Regions from separate parts of the Mus musculus genome. Here region 1 is linked to region 2. Evidence: chromatin contacts called from public Hi-C data. All regions are on one chromosome and are shown on one strand. Each heading gives the region's core, a stretch centred on a gene start, on an enhancer-like site or on the middle of the called end of the contact. The rest is flanking DNA. Distances are from core to core; before and after follow the strand shown. Region 1 overlaps Gm13986 (predicted gene 13986). Region 2 overlaps Gm13986 (predicted gene 13986).

What was found. A called contact is a pair of places that touch in the nucleus more often than the background predicts.
Region 1: a Hi-C map of the N1E-115 cell line shows a contact between it and region 2, with 1.8 times the contacts expected there. The contact joins two enhancer-like sites. A contact is called at or near these places in 2 of 15 datasets of contacts at CTCF or cohesin (both in the NIH/3T3 cell line), 9 of 484 Hi-C or Micro-C datasets (the 3T3-L1 cell line, CD4 T cells, CD8 T cells and 6 more) and 4 of 115 datasets of contacts at active chromatin or transcription factors (embryonic fibroblasts, embryonic stem cells, microglia and 1 more).

The regions. Positions count from the first base shown.
Region 1 is chr2:117,968,886-117,976,164 of GRCm38.p6, forward strand. All of the region lies in intron 8 of Gm13986 (predicted gene 13986), which reads right to left. Among named protein-coding and RNA genes, the nearest start is that of Gm25308, 110 kb to the right of the region's middle. Within about 2 kb of position 1,441, at least 12 of the 459 cell types and tissues checked have an H3K27ac peak or open chromatin away from gene starts, as enhancers often do. A contact at or near this core is called in the N1E-115 cell line, where this site is marked.
Region 2 is chr2:118,035,106-118,042,380 of GRCm38.p6, forward strand. Gm13986 (predicted gene 13986) reads right to left here. Exons shown (of 10, transcript NR_126479.1): 5 at 1,440-2,320; 6 at 1-181. Among named protein-coding and RNA genes, the nearest start is that of Gm25308, 39 kb to the right of the region's middle. Within about 2 kb of position 4,521, at least 52 of the 459 cell types and tissues checked have an H3K27ac peak or open chromatin away from gene starts, as enhancers often do. A contact at or near this core is called in the N1E-115 cell line, where this site is marked.

The sequences.
Region 1 (7,279 bases), core at 191-2,690, 69 kb before region 2:
GGGTGTCATTCATTACCACAGAAGACTCTGGGGCCAGGGTGACATTGGGTATGCTAGTCATTATGTGGTTAAAATGGGGAAAGAAACTAACAGTTGCATGGTTCCTGGAGTAAGCACCGCTACTACATTTAGTGTCCATGAGAATTTTGAAATTATACTAATTACAATAATACAATTCTCCTCTCCTCTTGGGTGAGTAAATTGGATTCTTAGCACTTTATAATAATATGTCTGAGGTTCTAGAGATTCATGTGGTCTGACTGAGAAATGTCTTTTTGGTCTGCCTACTGTTTGGTATTTCTGATAGACTACAAGAAGGTAAGAAAGACTGCTGCACCACCATAAGCAACCACATGACCACAGGCACAAAGTGTCTGTGACCTTCAGAGTTTCCTGTGACATCCTGACCATCTGTGTGAAGAGCTGCATGTTATGTGAGCATGAGCTTTGCTGCTTAATTCATCTCACTATCAGTGACAGCCAGCACACAGATAAAATAAGGGCACCCTACCTGGAGAGCATGGGATGCTCATAGGGACATGTCCCTGCCAGAAAGAAGTATGTCCCTGGTGTGAGGAATCCTGGTTCACTGAGTCACCCTGGCATTGCTGAACAGGCAATTGCATTTCCAACAGCATGGAATGCTGAGTGAAGAAAGCAAATGAATAATAAATACATGAATGTGAGCAATCAGAAAGTTGATGAGTGCACAAACCTTCATTGCCTGCTATATAAGCCTAAACTCATAGAATCTGGTACCTCTAACTTCACAGACTGCTAAACCCTAAGGAAACACATGGCATTGCATACATCACCAATATCCACACCAAACTTAACAATACCCAGTTGGTACAGATAAGTGCCAAACCTTTAATGTCCTTGTCTTAATACAGATAAATTGTCCACAAAATGGGCAGCTTTGCCAGTGTCACATAATCTTTCCTGACATCTCCAGACAAATGGACATATAAATGTCAAAGCCCACTAAAGCTGCCATGAAGCCTCCAGCCATGACTGTCACCATAGCCTCACTTCTGTCATCCCCATAATTCTCTTTCACTCCCTTTCTGGACACTCCACCAGCAGCCAGATCATCTTCTTGAAATACAGATGTTATCTGTTGAGTTCCTGTCCCAAGCCTTCTATGTAATTAGAAGAGTTAAAACTCATGGCCACAGCCAACAACCCTTGTCAGGCTTGCCTTTTGTTTACCTAACAGTCTTGCTATGTTTTCTCACGCTGTGCTAAAATCTTAACCAAAAGCAACTTGGGAAGGGAAGGATCTGTTTGGCTTTCAGGTTATGGTCCATCATCTAGGGATGGAAGGGCAAGGACTCAAGGCAGAAACCTGGAGGCAGGGACTGAAGCAGAAACCATGGAGGAACACTGATTATGGGTTTGCTGTCCCTGGCTCTCCCAATTACCTTTCTTAAAACCCAGGATGGCCTTTCTAGACACAGTGCTGCCCATAATATGCTGGGCTCTCCCACATCAATTACAGTCAAGAAAATGCCTCCATATACATCCACACAGGCCAGCCTGATGTATGCAATTCCTCAATTCAGGTTCCCTCTTCCCAGGTGTGTCGAGTTGAAAAGCAAGTGTAGCCATCATCACAACAACTCATATCTGTGTGTCAGAGCTTTATCACCTAACTCAGCTTTGCCTTAATGATAATCAGTTTCTCCACCCCTAGCCTATCCCCTTAGATTTCAGTCACCTTATTCTTGCTTAAATACTTATAAGAAATTATCTTTATATGACTTAGCACCATGTGTGATAAATACATCCAATGGGATGTTTCAAATGTTTATTCAATATTGGTTGACTGAATGGATGAATGAGCCTGCTTCCCTTTCCATGCAAGGATATACGTTCTATAACTCTTAGGATCTAGAGAATCAAATTATCACCATGGACACAGAATGACTCACCGTGACCCATATTACTCACTTTCCCGCTGCCAGCTCATATCACTGCATCTTGTCTATGGGATTACTCTGTCGTACTATTCCCAGTCTAGGTTATAAGCAAAGAGTCCATCTTCTAGGCCCACTGAGGCTACAAGGAACATCAGTTGCTTACTTTGCACAAAATTGTCCCTTTGACATCTTAAAACTTTGAAACCTTAAAACTTCGCAAGCCTTTTAAAAAGTCTTACATTTGTGCCAGGGATGAAATGAGGGCTTCCTTGACCATTGACAGGGTGACCTGAGAGGAGAGAAGGAGTCATCAAAGGAGGAGGAAGCCAGATGCAGCAGTCAAGGGAATCTTGCAGCTCTGACTGACTACCTATCAGGTCACTTCTTTATTTATACAAGTTTCACAGAACAAAGGCAGACTATTGAATCCAAGTACAGATTATGTCATTTTGTCCCTGGATATGTGTTTGATTTTCACTATGTCTGGGGTTACAAATTCAGTAATTAGAAAGTACAGATAGAACAGATTTTATTTTCAGCCCAATAACTCCAATTAAGAATCTAAAGAATGTCTCTGCCAACGCAAACACATATATTATATGACAGCCTGCTTTAGGCTGGCAGTATTTGCTGTTTTAAAGCACTCTAGACAAATAGAAGATGTTATAAACAGTCTTTTAATGAATAGCAAGCACTCATACCTAACTCCTTTTAATATATCATTACATCATTTTGATGGCTATTCTTGATTGTCAACTTGGCTATATTTGGAATGAACTACAATCCAGAAACGGAGTGCACATCTGTGATCTGGATCTTGAGGCAGAAAGACAACATTGCCTTTGATCCAGATTTTGTGGCTGGAAAAGTCAGCTTTTGATCCAGATCTTAAGGGGGAATGTGAAGTGGGATGACACATACTTTTGATCTAGATTGGCACACACCTTGATCTTGAAAGAAAAGCTTAGGTCCAGGCATGGTAGTACAAACCCTTTATCTCAATACTTAGGAGACAGAGGAATGCAGGTCTCTGAGTTCTAGGCCAAAGAATCTGAAGAACAAATTCCAGGATAGCCAAGCATAGGCAATGAAGGGAACTATGGGAAATAGAAAGTTGATGAAGATGTAATTGAACCAAAGGGCCATGTTCTAATCCCCAAAAGCAGCAGAATTTAGCAGCTTTTTCCTCATGGCTCTGGATTTAGAGTCAAAAATAGAATAAGAGGGTTGTAGAAACTCCATTCTGCATTACATATGGCTACAAGACTATGAGGGACAAGGAATGGAATGTGGTGATTTGAATAGGTTTGGACCCCTTAGGGTAATGTATTTGAGTACTTGGCATATAGAAAGTGGCACTATTAAGAGGTGTGGCCTTCTTGGAGGAAGTGTTTCACTGTCAGGGTAGGTTTTGGAATTATATATACCTCGAGCTTGGCCTAGTGTGGAATTCAATCCCCTTCTGCTGCCTGCAGATTAAGGTATAGAACGTTCATCTCCTTTGCCAGCCCCATTTCTACTTGCATGCTGCCATGCTTCCTGCAATGATGATAATGGAGCAAGCCTCTGGAACCATAAGCCAGCCCCAAATAAATGTTTGCCCATTCTTAGGCAAACTGTGTGAAAAAGCTGTGCTGACTTCATGACTTTCCCTCTTTCCAGTGGATATGGCTGGGCCACATTTGTCATAAAGTATAGGGTGTAATTTAAAATATCACAGCTCATGGTTCACATAGTAGCATTTATTCACCAAAGTGCATTTCATTTCTTGGCTAAGAAAGCATGCTAGTGAGAATTGAACTTCACTCTTTCAAATTAAAGTCAAGCTCAAAAGACAAAACAAAGAGCACTGTGTGGTTTATCTAAGAGAGATGTGGAAGAGAAGCAGAAAGGTTGTAAGAGCCAGTGGGGAAGGATGGTACCAAGGAAACAGAATCTTCCAGACACAGCTGGACTGATGCACATATGGACTCATGTAAATTTACTGTGACAGTATGCACAGGGCCTGCACATGTCTAAAACAGATGGGGTTCCAGAGTTGATGTGGGAATGTGGACAAGAGCTCCTATTCTTTACCAAGAAGCTATCATTAACTGACAACTGCTTACAAAGGAAAACATCTCTCTCCAATGAAGTCTCATCGGATACATTAACCATGCTTAAAGGCGGCCTCATGCTCAGCAGGTGGTGTCCAACATAAAACAAACTCAATGATAATTTCAAAGATTTTTTTCTCATCTTGCTTTATTTGGGCATTTTTCATCTTACTAGTCTTTTGCTTCTAATTTTGTGGGTTTTTTTGCTTTTTTCTCTGTGTGTGTTTCTCATGATTTGTCTCTGATTGTTTTTAAATTCTGGTTTGTTTGTTTGTTTGTTTGTTTGCCTGATTTTTTAAATAAAAGAAAAATAGCATGGAGCTGGGTGGATAGGAAAATGGGGAGGTTCTGGGGGGGAGATAAGTGTGATCACAATATATTGTAAGAAAAGATTATTTTCAATAAAACACACAGTAAATAAGCATATGTAATAATAACAAATGTGTTGTCACATACTTGCTTGTTATCTACATGCCCTGAAATTGTTCAACTTAGCTGGAAAGGAGAGATGCTGTGATTAAATGTAACACCTGACAGTGCTAGAGACCTGAGGTTTGTACTCTGCCCTTCTCTTTTTAGAGAGAGGGTCAGATTTTATGAAAAGAGGAGCAAAGGTTATGCTCTGGAAATAGAATTGTTACATTCAACTTAGAGAAGAGGAAGAGGAGGAGGAGGAGGAGGGTGGGGAGGAGGAGAGGAAGGAGAAGAAGGAGGGGGAGGGGAGGAGGAGGAGGAGGAGAGGAGAAGGAGAAGAGGAGAAGGAGAAGGAGATGGAGACGGGAAGGAAAGAAGAAGAAGAAGAAGAAGAAGAAGAAGAAGAAGAAGAAGAAGAAGAAGAAGAAGAAGAAGAAGAGGAGGAGGAGGAGGAGGAGGAGGAGGAGGAGGAGGAGGAGGAGGAGGAGGAAGAGGAAGAGGAAGAGGAAGAGGAAGAGGAAGAGGAAGAGGAAGAGGAAGAGGAAGGAAGAAGAAGAAGAAGAAGAAGAAGAAGAAGAAGAAGAAGAAGAAGAAGAAGAAGGAAGAAGAAGAAGAAGAAGAAGAAGAAGAAGAAGAAGAAGAAGAAGAAGAAGAAGAAGAAGGAAGAAGAAGAAACTGTTCCCAGAAAAAGAATCCATAAAGGAAACTGTTTAAATACTACAGGAAGGAAGACAAAGCCTGCACATGCCTACATGCCCTGCACAGGCAAGCCAGACAGTCAGTGACACCCAGCTCCCATGTTAAGCCTTTTCTGCTCCAGCCCTCACACCACTGGGGAACTCAGTCTCCCTGGTCTTCCCATCACAGAAGCCATTCCTGTATCCCAGAGCTGTACAGGTATGACCAAGACCCCTTGTTCATTTTCAAAGGCTCACCTGGTGGTGACCACATTAGATGTCAGATCCATCAAAATGGCATTGCAGTAGCTCAGTGTTAGGATGAAATAGCTTCAGTTTCTTCTCTCTCTCCCTGACAGCACTCCCCAACCCTGCTATTTCTCCTCAACACGCTTTACACACACACACACACACACACACACACACACACACACACACACACACACACACACACAGAGAGAGAGAGAGAGAGAGAGAGAGAGAGAGAGACATGCACACACAACCATGAACACATAAACATGTGCACACGCACACACACACATCTGAGAACTGGAGAAGTTGCTCTATTTCCCCATTGAATAATTCATTCAACTGTGGTTTGGAATATGCCAAAGCAAGTTCTAACCAAATACTTTATCTCTGGGTTTGTCTTCCACATAATGTATGAGTCACATTTGGAATCAAACAACTTAAATTTTCTGTCTGTAGATCATTCTCTCCTACAGGTTCTCACATCAGGAAGTCTCTTTGTCCAAGTCTACCTAAGTCTCTTTGCTGGGCCTCAACAGCCATGAGTTCTTTGAAGGTTACTCTGTAGCTGTTGTGTGCATAAAGAAAGAGGGAAAAAGCAAGGCTCGGGGGTGAGAACTAATGTCATCATTCCAGTGGCTATTAGTAGATCAGATAAGAAAAACATCTATTTAATTCCTAGGTGAGGTGTATTGTCGTTCCACAGTATAAGCATTGATTGCTGCCTGGATACTGGTGGCTTCATATGTTATTCTGCCTCCACCATTGAGGAGTAGCATTTGTGCGTAGGTCTTGTTTGTTTGTTTATTTGTTTGTCTATCTTAAAGAAGCTCCTGAAAGAACATAACATTTTTATAGAAAGGACTACAAGTTAGCATTTTATTAGATTGTAATCTATTGCTTAATTGAGACCTGAAAATGCTCTCTGCTGATATAGTGAAGTCAAAAACCAATTGTGCTTACTTCCAAATTCTTTCTAGTTGTGGTCAAATTATGCCACGGTTCATTGTGAGATTTTGGGCAATTGCTTAATCATACCAAGCTCAGCTTGTCCTGGTTTTAAAAAATGGAGCTTTTGATTTTTATCCAGTATCCAACCTGTATGCACCTGAAGCAAAAGAGCTCAGCAGAGAAGACACAAAACCTTCCCCAATCTTCATGCATATTCTTTTCATTAAAATACCATTAGTTGCTGAAGATGAACAATGCTTGCAAACCAGTGGTTTGGGGAAAGCTCCAGGGAATAGTGTTTTCCATGCACAGCAAGATGTATTTAAGATGTCACAGTGGCTGTAACAGTGTGCAAAAGACCTGTGCAAGCACCAAGAGACAAAATACCATCATGACGGGGAAAAGACACGCACAGAATCCCATCAATAGCCAAGGAGCTATTAGTTGATAGCTGCTGGGAAAGAGAAAGACATCTTTTTTAAAAGGGGAGGGGTTAACTGTATACCATACATACCAGGCAGACCCAAATACCAAGACTTGCTGGATAACACAAACAGAACTTAATCAAGAAAGAAGAAAGAAAAGAAGCAATCTCAAAGTTGGGTATGAAGGGACTGGAGTATTGAAATGGCGGTAAAAGGGCCTCAAAGAAGTGAACACATTCAAAATACAATGCTGCATGAAATTCTCAAAGAATTACTAAAATAATTGTTAAAATACAATGTGGGTACTAGAGATATGGCTCAACATTTAAGAGCACTGGCTTCTCTCTTAGAGGAACTGGGTTTGATTTTCAGTATCTACATGGTGAAAACTGTAACTCTAGTTAAACAGAATCCAATGCCCTCCTCTGGCATCCCTAGGTCCTGGGCATGCATGTGGTACATAGACTTAAACTCAGGCAAATTCTTACACACATAAAACAATAAAGTAAATTTCAATTTACTTAAACAAACAAGGTAGGCTACAC
Region 2 (7,275 bases), core at 3,271-5,770:
GAGTTGCTTCCACCACATTGGCTTATTGGCAAGTCTATGAGGTCTTTTCTTGGTTAACAATTGATGTGGGGGATGCTGCCCCTGGTCAAGTGGTCCAGAGTTGTATAAGAAACAAAGCTGAGCAAGCCATGGAAAGCAAGCCAGTTAGCAGCACTCCTCCATAGTTCCTGCCTCCAGGATCCTGTAAGATAAACAAACCCTTTCATCTCATCTGGTTTTGGTCAGTGAATTATCATAGGAACAGAAAGCAGACTAGGACAGACTGTTGCCAGGACCTGAGCTCTGAAATGAACCCATTCTCCTCTGAGTTTCTTTTCTCAGAGTGTTTTTATCACAGCAAGAGAAATGAAACAAAGGCACATGGTGATGAAGTCACACTTCTGAAGCTTCTGGCCAGCTAGTCTGTCATGCTCAGTAGCAAACAAGGACCAACAGCACCTCATGTGGACCACAGCATGCAGACACCCACACTCACACAGAAATGCACACATACACATACGCATGCAATTGCTAACCTAGGGAGATTTCTTTTAGTCTCCATTGTACATGGCCTATTAGATAAATCAGAGTATATGGACCCAGATATAAGCAATTCTTTATAACTTTTTGGGGGATTAGAACAGATCTCCAAATTTGTGAACCAGACCCGGAAGCCCGTGCGTTCCTCTGATACTTGTCTCATGGACAGTCTGCCTCCTGCAGATATCTTTTCCCTTGTTTGTATAGTCTAGAGTCCAGGATGCCCCAAGATCTAGATAATCTGGTTTCCCACTGAGCCATGTACTTTGATTTGATCCTAAACAATCTACAGGGGACGAGAGATCCTAGGTGGTGATGGAATAGATACTTGAAGCTCAAGGCTTTAGCAGCCATATTCAGCATCTTGTCCTTCCACAAAGTTACTTCACTACTATCTGTATTCCAGCTTCAGGCATACATACAATATCTTTATAAAGGATGGAAATAATCAATCTATTACTAAGAGAGTCCTATCCAAGGACATATAGCCAGTGCCGGGCTATTAAAGAAAGGTGCTCTAAGAAGACAAATCTTGTCTCTGCTGAGCTTTGAAATTACATGAAAGCACTGAATGTTAGTCAGACCTCTTTGCCTTAATCATCAGAAAATAACTTTCAAAGTGTTTCTCAAACATGGAAGATGAAACTCCAACTTGCATAGTGTTGGCAGTGTCTGTGGCTGCTCCGCACAGCGGGGGTGGGGGGAGGTGGGTGCTGGATGGAGGAGACTCGAGCTCTAGTCTCAGTTCACTTTGTCCTTAGGTCACAGATGCTCCCTAGCAGTTTATTACCCATTCAAGATAAGCAAGGTGGCCCTAGAAGCTCCTTTCTGGCCATGTACAGGACATCATCTATTTATCCAAAGCAGCTTCCCTTACACAGGACTCCAAGACAGACAGACACCCAGCTCCTGGGACTTACAGTTAAGTCATGAAAGTCATTTCTAGCAGATAGCTCCAACCACAGCAGAAATTCCCAGGTCAGAAAATCCTCCTGTGTTATGTTACACTTTGAGCCCACTTTGTGTCTGTGAGAAACAAAAACCCAATGGGAAAAGTCTTTTAAACAACAAGTCTTGACTTTTTAAAGTTAAGACTTTCAAAGACCAGCAAAAGATGCTGAAAAGATGTCACCTTTTATTTTGGTCAAATTATTATCTCTGCTCTGACATCATAGTTTTCTGTACTTAAAGTCTGTGTATTATAAATAACTGCATAAATATGTACACAATTAAAATGGAACTCAGATATAAGATTCAACAGTGGATTTTGTTTTTTGGAAAAGATATAATCCTATTGTATCAAATTTATAAGCTATTTAAATCTTGTGCCTCTTCCCACAAAGGATATTTTTAATAGAATCATATTAACTTTATACACTTTCTTTATAAGTTTTGCCTTAAAACATTGTGCCTTGTTTTATTAAATTGTTTTATTAGAATCCAATTCTGGCTTTTATAACAACATTTTATTCTAAACAGACATTTACTTTTAAAAAAATCTTTATAATGCCTGTATTTGCTATATCACTGCTTATCTGTTTATTGAATTTATTGAATACACAACTCTAAACATTAAAAAAATCCTCATGTTTTAAAAAATAATAATCTAAATAGTAACATAAAGCTGCAGGAGGTAATGAGGTGAAAAGCTGATGACAGGAAAACCGGATGCATCCAACGGCTCAAGCCACCAGCTTCTGTGGGTCCCCCATCTCGTCTCACAGTGGAAGAGGCATCCATCTTATGAGGCTGCTTCCTGGAGCATGGATCTCAAGATCCTTTCTTCTTCAAGCCTCTCTGTCTTAAAAAAAACAAAATGAAAGCAAAGCTTTCCCAGTCAGCCCTGTCCCACGTGCTTTTCTAGTTCGTGCCCCGCGTCTTCACCCCCACACATTTGTCCATCTGTTCACCTCCCATATCCTCCACGGCGCACTTATCTCTGCCATTCATCAGCACTAATCCATTTAAACCGTTCTTGCAAAGATAAACAGCAATTCCTCATGTAAACCCCACAAGAAACTCTCAGTCTCCATCTCGGATGACCTACACCTCGTGTTGAAACCCTGACTTCTCCATCTTTACTTCATCTCCCCATCATCCTCCTCTCCATCTGTTTTCCTTCCCTCTCCCTTTGTAATTTCTCACCCCTTCACCAGCTTTAATACAGTGGCTCTCCAGAAGTGTCTCTCCACTTCTCAATCAAACCCTTTTGGTAGATGAACCCCCCTGAATTAAATGACAGTCTAGCGCTGATAACTTCACAACTTAGAAAACAAATTTTCCAGAGCTTCAGGTCTGGATATCCAACTATGTATACAACATCGCCAGTAGATAGATAGACGCCTCAGGTTTCAACATGGAGTGCCTTTTTCCTCCAGCCTGACCCTCTTTGATATTCTTCTGCCTCAGTAAATATGACTGTCTTCTCATGTCAGAAAAACAAGCATCATCCTGTCTTCCATCTTTTTTTCTTCTTTCTGTTACAGAATACCAAGGTCCAGTTACTCTATCTCAAACAACATTTTCAGTGTATCAATGCTTCTGCCAACATTGACTCTCTGTCCTCTCTTTCACAGCACATTCTTATCCCCTCAGCTTCCAGACATACGCCCCTCCAGCCCATTCCTCCATTACCATCGGCTGGCTGATGTTTCTGAAGTAAAGTGTGGACCTTTCCGTACATACAAACTTGGAAACCTTCATGTCTTTCCCACTTGGTGCTGCAATAGAGAGGTTCAAAAATCTACTGACTAAAGAATTTAAGAGGCAAATTTACAAGTTTGTCTCAAGCAGCCTTTTGTTTTGTTTCATTACGTTGATTTGTTTGTATTTTATAATTATTAGACACTAACTCTTTGACTAAGTGTATTAGAAAGCTAATGGCCAATATCATGTCAGGGAGACTTTGTGGAGGAAAGGATCGTGGCTTATTTCACTGTGCCAAAGAAAGTCAGTCATAAACCCTGTTGGGAACAACACAGATGCTGCCGTGATAGGATAATTCTCCAAGACTGAGGAAAAAAACCCTCTCATACGTCAAAAGCTAGAACACTGACCAACTCCTAGCGTCAGACCTCAGCCATCAGTGAAAGTTAGAAGCGAGGACTTCAGATTATACCTGCTCACCCCTGATGCCTGCAAAGAGAAAGCCTCAGGTTGCTCTCTACAGCTATCAGGAGAACCCAGCACAGACATTCCCAGACAGCTACAAACACAGAGGGCTGAGGCCTAACTCACAGACGTGTAATCTTGGCCTCAGAAGCAAGTTACTCATCAAAAGAAAAGTCTAGGTTTCCAAAGTCTATGTGCATATGTATGTGTACAGAAGTGGTGTGTCTGTGTGCATGTATGATTTGTGGAGGGCTAAAGTGATTGCTTATATGATTTACCTCACAATTTACATCACCAGCCTCATTTCTACAGTGTAAACATCACCACTGCTTGCTCAACCACGCCTTCTTTCACACAAAATGTACTGAGCCCAGACATTTATCTAGCACTTAGCTTACATTGGATCTAATCTCTCCATTAGCTCAGCAACTATTTTCTACACCTGACAGAAGATTAAACTGAGGCCCTAAATAAAGCTCAAGTTCCTGCAACAGGAAAGAGGGCAGCCTGGAGTAGAACCTGGCCTACTCCAGTCCTGAAGACAGCCCTCTTTCCGTGCAACCTCCTTACGTCATAAATCATCACGTTTCTAGTTCTAGATAGTAAAAAGAAAGATGTGGAGGAGAAAGTTTCTGCTTTACGATAAACCACGCTGATAAAGATGATTCAGTGACTATTTTTGAGATGTCAGAGCTGAAAATGTACAGATTCCACAGCCCAAAGAACCTGCCAAGTCCCAATTGCACAACCAAAGCGGCGCAAGGAGCCAAGGAGGCCAACTGTGTGATGGAAAAAGCACAGATGTCATCTGGGAATGCTCAGAGGCCTGCCTTCAGATGGAAGAGAGACAGTCTTGCTTCCGCCGGAACCACGGCCTTATAAGGCCACACTAAGTTACTTCCTTGGCTGAATCAACCCAGTGCATACTGCCTGTTCGCTTAGATCACAGAGATCCTACGGCCTGAGCATCATGGAAAGAACGCCCCTGCTGGGCGGTGTGCTTAGTCCCCATCCTGAGCTGGCTCACAAACACCTACCTTGTAATAAAGCTGCTATGAGCCTTTCAGTGGGGACATGGGGGAGGCAAGACACTGGGGTCAAAGTGGAGATATTTAGGTCCTCCTGGGAAATTAGTCACACATCATATCCCTTCCTCTCCATTTACAGCCATTTATTTGGGAGCAAAGGAATTCTAAATGAATGAGAAGTCCCTTCCACGCCAACATGTGTTCTGAAGTTCACAGGAAGCCTTCTCCTCTGCCTTGGGGCATGCAGATGAGGCCTGCTCGCAGCTGCGCCTCCAGTGAGCTAATCAGACAGTACATGCCCACAATGGAGAGGGCTCCAGGGAACAGAACCAGCCATTTCTTTGCCTTGCTTCATCAGGCCTCCTGTCATTACACCAAAACTCTAGGAGGATAAAAGGGACTTAGATACCTCCAAGAAGACTGACCCGAGAATATGCATTAAACCGTGGTTAAGAATCTAGGGAAAAGGTCCTGCAAGGTTAAACACACTTCAGAAAAGGAACGTTCACACTCTTGCCAAGTTACTTCCCTTACAAATATTGATTACTCTCTGCAGATTATGCAGATATTTGTCTCAGCTGTTGTTATTTCAATGGCTTTCATTCTCAGCTACAAGAGTAATAGAGCTGTCACAAGGAGCCGATTCCAAACTTCCCCCTGAGGTAAGTCACCGGTGGGTGTTAAGATCCTCAGGAGGGGCGTGCCAAGTTCCACAAGAATCCCAGTGATTCTGAGATGATGGAGAATGCAAACTCTTTGTGGAAACTCACTAAAGGACTTCTCTTCAGTGATCCCTTGTTGGTCTCCCACCATTCTATTAACCCAAACCACAGTGTTTCTGGCTTTATCTTAGAAATCTTCACTCAGTCTTTGATCTCAGTTAAGGTCAGGATCTCTTGTGACAGGAAGGGATGATACAGATGGTGCAGTTCAAATTTCTACCTTGCAGGGCAGGGTCTCTCTCTGGTCAAGTTTCCCCTGTGCACATCCTACTATGGTAGACATTCATGGACACCAATAATTATTAGAAATAATAAGAATCAGGAGTTCAATTCTAACAGGTTTTGATACAATAGTACTAGATTATCTTGGTATTTTTTTTTCACTATGACTTTTTATTTCGACAAAATGAAAGGGGATGAGGCTGTCCATGTGTTGGGTGTCCCTTGTATTTCAGGAATGAGAGTCAGAGATCAACCTGCAGGAATCAGTTCTCACAATCTGCCATGTGGACCTTGAGACTCACACTTGGGTCATCGAGTTTGGTGGCAAGCATCATTACCCACTGAGACACCTCATCATTCTCCTTCACTAGAATTTCTATCAGGCAAGCTCCTCACCTGCCATTGACACCGACTGACAGGTAGATCTTCCTGGCTTACACTTCCAAGAAAACAATGTGTCTTCCAGCAGGAACAATTGAAAGTATTTAACAAGAGTCTCTAACAAGGAAGTTCACTGCATCTCACATCAATTTAACTCTGCTCATATAAATGGTTGTTCTTGGGGGGGGGGCTTTCCAAGCAAAACGGGGCTTTATTTTCTGTCTCTTTTTCCCCACTTTCAGGTATATTTCCTGGCTTGCTGAGAAATGTAAAAGTGAAAGCCGGAAGGAGAGGAACATCTAGGGAGTCATCGCTCAGAAAACCAGGACACCTGACTTCTGACCTCAGCCTTGAACTTAACTAGTTGTGAGACTCAAGGCTAATTGATGAATGATTCTGAACATTAATTATTTGCCTTCTAATTTGTAAAATAAGGCTCCACTCTAATGGGTGACCCTAGCAGCTAGAGACATAGAGATTGAAGTGGCCACCTCCTGTAGCCAGGCAGGACTTCCAGTTGAGGGAGGGGGACACCAATCCAACCATAAAACCTTTGACCCAAAATTTGTCCTGCCTACAAGATGTGCAGGGATAAAGATGGAGCAGAGACTGAGGGAATGGCCAACCAATAATTAGCCCAACTTAATATCTATCCCATGAAGAGGGCCAACTCTTGACACTATTAATGATACTCTGCTGTGCTTGCAAACAGAATCCTAGCATAACTGTCTTCTGAGAGGTTTCATCCAGCAGCTGATGGAAATAAATGCAGAGACCCACAACCAAACTTCGGGTGGAGCTCGGGGAGTCTTGTAGAAGAGTGTGGGCTAGAAGTGAGGGAGCCTGAGGGGGGCAGGGTCAAGGACACTACAAGAAGACCTACGGAGTCAACTAACCTGGGCTGATGGGGACTTACAAAGACTAAACCACCAACCAAAGAGCATGTATGAGCTGGACCTAGACCCCCTACACATTTGTAGCCAATGCACAACTTCATGTGGGTCTCCTAACAATTGGAACAAAGGTTGTATCTAACTCTGTTGCCTGCCCTTGGATCCTTTATCCTGGCTGGGATGTCTTGTCTTGTCTCAGTGGGATGGGATGTGCTTAATCCTGTTGGAACTTGATGTGCCAGGGAGGGTTGGTGTCTGTGGTGGGGCTTCCCCTTCTCTGAAGAGAAGGGGAAAAGGTAATGGGGGAAGGAGTTTTCAAGGGTGCAACTGGGAGGAGAGTAGGGAGAGGCTATGATTGGAATGTTAAATAAATAAATAAGGAAGAAAAGGGGAACTCTA